Regions from separate parts of the Macaca mulatta genome. Here region 1 is linked to region 2. Evidence: chromatin contacts called from public Hi-C data. All regions are on one chromosome and are shown on one strand. Each heading gives the region's core, a stretch centred on a gene start, on an enhancer-like site or on the middle of the called end of the contact. The rest is flanking DNA. Distances are from core to core; before and after follow the strand shown. Region 1 holds the start of ABCA1 (ATP binding cassette subfamily A member 1). Region 2 holds the start of SLC44A1 (solute carrier family 44 member 1).

Evidence for each region. Hi-C and Micro-C count contacts between places; a contact is called where the count stands out from the background.
Region 1: a contact with region 2 is called in a Hi-C map of liver, with 6 times the contacts expected there. The contact joins the promoter of ABCA1 here to the promoter of SLC44A1 in region 2. A contact is called at or near these places in 2 of 14 Hi-C or Micro-C datasets (fetal cortex germinal zone and liver).

The regions. Positions count from the first base shown.
Region 1 is chr15:53,463,963-53,466,662 of T2T-MMU8v2.0, forward strand. ABCA1 (ATP binding cassette subfamily A member 1) reads left to right here and starts at 1,309. Exons shown (of 50, transcript XM_015117158.3): 1 at 1,309-1,535.
Region 2 is chr15:53,130,472-53,133,171 of T2T-MMU8v2.0, forward strand. SLC44A1 (solute carrier family 44 member 1) reads right to left here and starts at 1,275. Exons shown (of 15, transcript XM_077968385.1): 1 at 992-1,275.

The sequences.
Region 1 (2,700 bases), core at 59-2,558, 330 kb after region 2:
GAACCACTGATGTGGGTACCTGGGCTTGAGCTGTAGCCTGGAGATCCTGTTGACTGTAGCCTGGAGGGGGCTTGTGCAGCTGAGTGTCTGCATGCAGGTGGTGGGAGTTCTGGAATATAATGGAGCTGGAGGTGGGAAGAGAAGTAGGCTTGGGGCGCTCTCTCATGCCACCTCATTCTGACCAAAACTCAGGTCAAACTGTGGAGTCTAAACGTGAATCTACACAAGGTGGTTACAAAGGTATCTTTGTCAAGGCAGGAGACATTTAGTTTGTTGGCTTGATGGATGACTTAAATATTTAGACATATGGTGTGTAGGCCTGCATTCTTGCTCTTGCCTTTTTTTTTTTTTTTGGCCCCTCCAATGTTTTGGATGGTTTTGCTCCCTACAGGCAAAGGCAAACAGAAGTTGGAGGTCTGGAGTGACTACATAATTTTACACGACTGCAATTCTCTGGCTGCACTTTACAAATGTATACAAGCTAAATACAAGTCCTGTGTTTTTATCACAGGGAGGCTGATCAATATAATGAAAATTAAAAGGGGGCTGGTCCATATTGTTCTGTGTTTTTGTCTGTTTCTTTTTTTGTTTTTGTGGCCTCCTTCCTCTCAATTTATGAAGAGAAGCAGTAAGATGTTCCTCTCAGGTCCTCTGAGGGACCTGGGGAGCTCAGGCTGGGAATCTCGAAGGCAGTAGGTCGCTATCAAAAACTAAAGTCAAGGTTTGTTGGGGGGGGGGGGGAAACAAAAGCAGCCGGTTACCCAGAGGACCAGCCTAGGTCTTTGAAAGGTACCAAAAGACAAAATGATTGGCGTCCTGAGGGGGATTCCGTATGGAGCTCCCTCTCCCCCAATCCCTCCCTCCGGCTGAGGAAACTAACAAACGAAAAAAAGATTGCGGAAAGCACGATTTAGAGGAAGCAAATTCCACTGGTGCCCTTGGCTGCCGGGAACATGGACTAGAGAGTCTGCGGCGCAGCCCCGAGCTCAGCGCTTCCCGCGGGTCTTAGGCCGGCGGGCCCCGGCGGGGAGCGGGGGCGCAGACCGCGGACCCTGAGACACCTGATGCACCCTCCACCCCCACCCCACCCACCTCCTCCCAACTCCCTAGCAGCTTCACCGGCGGCTGAACGTCGCCCGTTTAAGAGGCGGGCCGCGGCTCCACGTGCTTTCTGCTGAGTGACTGAACTACATAAACAGAGGCCGGGAAGGGGGCGGGGAGGAAGGCGAGAACAGGCTTTGACCGATAGTAACCTCTGCGCTCCGGGCAGCCGAATCTATAAAAGGAACTAGTCTCGGCAAAAACCCCGTAATTGCGAGCGAGAGTGAGTGGGGCCGGGACCAGCAGAGCCGAGCCGACCCTTCTCTCCCGGGTTGCGGCAGGGCAGAGCAGGGCGGGGGGCTCTGCGCACCAACAGGACTAGTTCTCAGGGCGCTTTGCTCCTTGTTTTTTCCCCTCGTTCTGTTTTCTCCCCTTCTCCGGAAGGCTTGTCAAGGGGTAGGAGAAAGAGACGCAAACACAAAAGTGGAAAACAGGTAAGAGGCTCTCCAGTGACTTATTGGGCGTTATTGTTTTGTTGCGAGGCCAAGGAAGCTTCGGGAAGCTCTCGGTTTCGGGGACTTTGATCCGGAGCCCCGCATGCCCACCACTTGCAACCCAAATGGGACCCGGGGCGGCGTAAATGGGAAGAGGATGTCCTAGGACGAGCTCTGGCGACCCCAGGACTGCGCTGCTGCGCTCGGGACTCGCCCGGCGGTGGAGACTTGGGGAGCATCTCTGGGCGTGGAGACCCGGGCGCAGTACCCCGGGCTCAGAGGGGTCGGGGGTGCCCGGGAGTGCTGAGGTCGCTGCTGCCGGGTGGGGAGAGTTGCAGGTCCGGCACGGAGCGCTTCTTTGTTCGGAGGGGCCTGAGTTGGCTAGAAACCCCTCTGGTTGCGGGTCGGCCAGTACCTACGGAGACAAATGCCAGCACTGAGTTCTCACTTGGTTCTTAAGAAGCTGGTCTGTTCTGACCTGGGAATCTGCTGTATGCACCCCGGGACTGGAGCAGCGCGTCCTTTTTCCCGAGAACTCGAGTTGGAGGTGTCCCAAACGGGGTCCGTGGTGCTATTACTCACTAGAGGCCTTGGGGCTTTGTGACCTGAGGGGTAGGGAGGTCCTGCCTACAGTCTCGGTGCGCTCAGCCGAGCTGGTGTCCCTGGCGCAGAGCGCGGAACGAGTTTCTTTCTTTTCTTTTTTTCTTTGAGTCTTGCTCTGTCGCCCAGGCTGGAGTGCAATGGAGCGATCTCCGCTCACTGCAACCTCTGCCTCCCGGGTTCAAGCGGTTCTCCTGCCTCAGGCTCCTGAGTAGCTAGGATTACAGGCGCGTCACCACACCCAGCTAATTTTTGTATTTTTAGTAGAGACGAGGTTTCAACTTGATGGCCAGGCTGGTCTCGAACCCCGGACCTCAGGTGATCCACCGGTCTCGGCCTCCCAAAGTGCTGGGATTACGGGCGTGAGCCACCGCGCCCGGCCGAGTTTTGTTTCTTCTAAATACAAGACTTAGGAGAGCCTGCGGAAACCCGGAGGTGGGGTGCCCAATCCTCCCTCCCCCACGTTCCCTGCCGCCCCATCTTCCAGACCCTTGCCGTTGGTCTCTTGGGGCAGCTTCTGCCTGGGCGCAGATGGGGAAGCTGGGGCGAGGTGGTGCTGTGGAAT
Region 2 (2,700 bases), core at 25-2,524:
AAGTTCTATTACATTTGATCCTCATACAGTTGTCTAAACATATCCACCCAGGTTAAGGGCTCGGATCCGAGAGAAGGAGGTTGGCGAAATTTGGATGGGGGCAGGGTAGAAGCTGGGAGAAATCTCTGCATCTCAGCCCTCAGCGACAACATTCAGCCAGTGCCCACAGAAAAACTAAATTCGGAACCTCTTCCTCCTGTAACACTGGCAACAAAGAGGGAGTTTCCGTAACGCTCCCGTCACCCACCAGGTGCCCAATCTCCTTCCCAGCCCAGAATCCGCGCTCCCGCAGGGGCCTCCGAGTGCTGGGAGGCCGCGGGGCCCGGGTCACGGCACCAAGGGGGGATGGGGTGCAAGCGAGCAAGCGAGGTCTGCGGAGCGGGCCGTGGAAGGGCTCCGGGACCTGCTGAAACATCTGAACCCAGCCGGGGGGCAGCAGGCAAGAGAAAAGGGACAGAATATCTAATGAAGCAGAAACCGGAATTCGGTGGAAGAGGTGAAGAGCCCTTGCTGGGGGTACACCTGCGAGGAGCACAGAAAACAGGCGACGGATGGCGGGGAGACTCCACGGAGGTGGAAGAGAGGAGCCAGGCCCGGAAGAACAGGGAAGGGGATGCCACCTGGGGCAGAGGAGGCGCCAGTGCAGCCTCTACCTGCCGGCTGGCGGGACGGGCCGCTCAGGTGTGACTGGCAGGAGGGGGCCGAGTGGGGAAGGGGCCGGGAAGAGCTGAGGGCGCACCAGGGGACGCGCAGAGGCGCCTGCGAGTCGGCAGCCGCGGAGCAGCGCGCGGGCATCGGCGGGACCGGGGAGCCAGCGCGCGGGCATCGGCGGCACCCGGGAGAGGGAAAGGCGGCGTGGGGGTCTTTGGACTGCACGGTGCGCTCAAGGGAGGCTGGGGACAGCGAGAGGTATCGGACGGCGGGCGCCCGCCGAGCGACGCGGCGCACGGGAGGCATCCGGGCGGGCGGCCGGGAGGCGGGAGCCCCTCACCTGCGCGGCGGAGGAGGCGGAGCTGCAGCAGCCCATGGCGGGGCCGAAGGAGCCCGGAGGCGGCGCCGGGCGCGCAGCTACGCCCCAGAGCCCCTCGGCATGCGAGCCGGCGGGCGCCCGGGGAGGGCGCGGCCTGGCCCCGCACGGCTAGGCGGCGGCGGTGGCTGCAGCGGCGGCTGGTACTCAAGAGGCGGCGCGGCTAGGGGCAGACACCGGCCACATCCCCCGGCGGCGGCGGCTGCGCGGCTCCTGCTCTGCTCCTGCTGCAGCAGCTGCTCCCCAGCGGAAAGGGGCGGGCGGCGGCGGCGGCGGCGCCTCCCTCCGTTCCCCGCCTCCCGCCTCCCGCGCCCAGTCCCTCTCCCGCTCCCTCTCCCGGGCCGCCGCCTCCTCAGCGCCGCGCGCGTCTCCCATCAGACTCCCCGCCCCCAGTGCAGCGCCGTGCGGGCGGCAGGGCGGCGGCAGCCAGAACGAGGCCGGGCCCTTCCGCGCGTGTCAGAGACTGCGCGGCGCCGGGCTTATTTAGCGGTGGCACCGAGGCAGCTCTCTGCCTCGAGGCTAGAGGGCAAAGCGGGCTGAGGCAGACGAAGACCGGGCCAACTCGCTGCCGAAAAGGGGCCTGATTGCTTCCGGACCCGGGACGCAAGCGAGACTGCTCCCTCTCCCTACTGGGCGCACAACTCAGGATCCTGATGGCTTCTTACCGCTCTGTCGGCTCTTCTTCAGAGGAAAGCGTACATAAGAAACCTTTCCTGGAGAAAGAGTAGGTGATAAGAAGGCTGGAAGAAAGAAGTATCTGTTGCTACTGTCCCCATTTTGCTGATGTGGAAACTGAGCTTTGAAAGGGACCAAGAACCTAATGAAATGTCCCCAAGGTTGAAATGGTAATAAATAGCCAGAAATGAGGAAAAGGCAAAAAGTTACCCAGGCTTGCAAGTCAAAGCCATACTGGATCTAAGCTAAACTTTCCTATACAGGATAGTCTACAAAAAACAAAAAGGGGACATTAATTTATATTAAAAATACCTATGACACACTAAGTTCCAGTAACTGGTACTGGCAATAAAGAGACGAACAAAAGAGACTTACCAAGTTACTGTTGCTAAATCAGTAAGACTAAAGGAAGCAGCAACAAGTTAGAGTAGACGTGGTCACTATCTTCAAGAAATTTACAGTTCCAAAAGAGTCGTTAGGAAATACAGTGTGAGGTGAAAACAGTTAAAAAGTGAAAGAAATTAAAGGTAATGACTAATGTTAAAAAACACATTTATCGGCCGGGCGCGGTGGCTCAAGCCTGTAATCCCAGCACTTTGGGAGGCCGAGACGGGCGGATCACGAGGTCAGGAGATCGAGACCATCCTGGCTAACCTGGTGAAACCCCATCTCTACTAAAAAATACAAAAAACTAGCCAGGCGAGGTGGCGGGCGCCTGTAGTCCCAGCTACTCGGGAGGCTGAGGCAGGAGAATGGCGTGAACCCGGGAGGCGGAGCTTGCAGTGAGCTGAGATCTGGCCACTGCACTCCAGCCTGGGGGACAGAGCGAGACTCCGTCTCAAAAAAAAAAAAAAAAAAAAAAAAAACACATTTATCAGGCACTGTTATAGCCTTCATATGTCATTTCATCTTGTCACAGAATGTCTCAAAAGACAGACACAGGAAAAAAAAGAAAAAAGAAAAACTTTATTTGCAAAGACGCAAGGGAGTGAGACTTC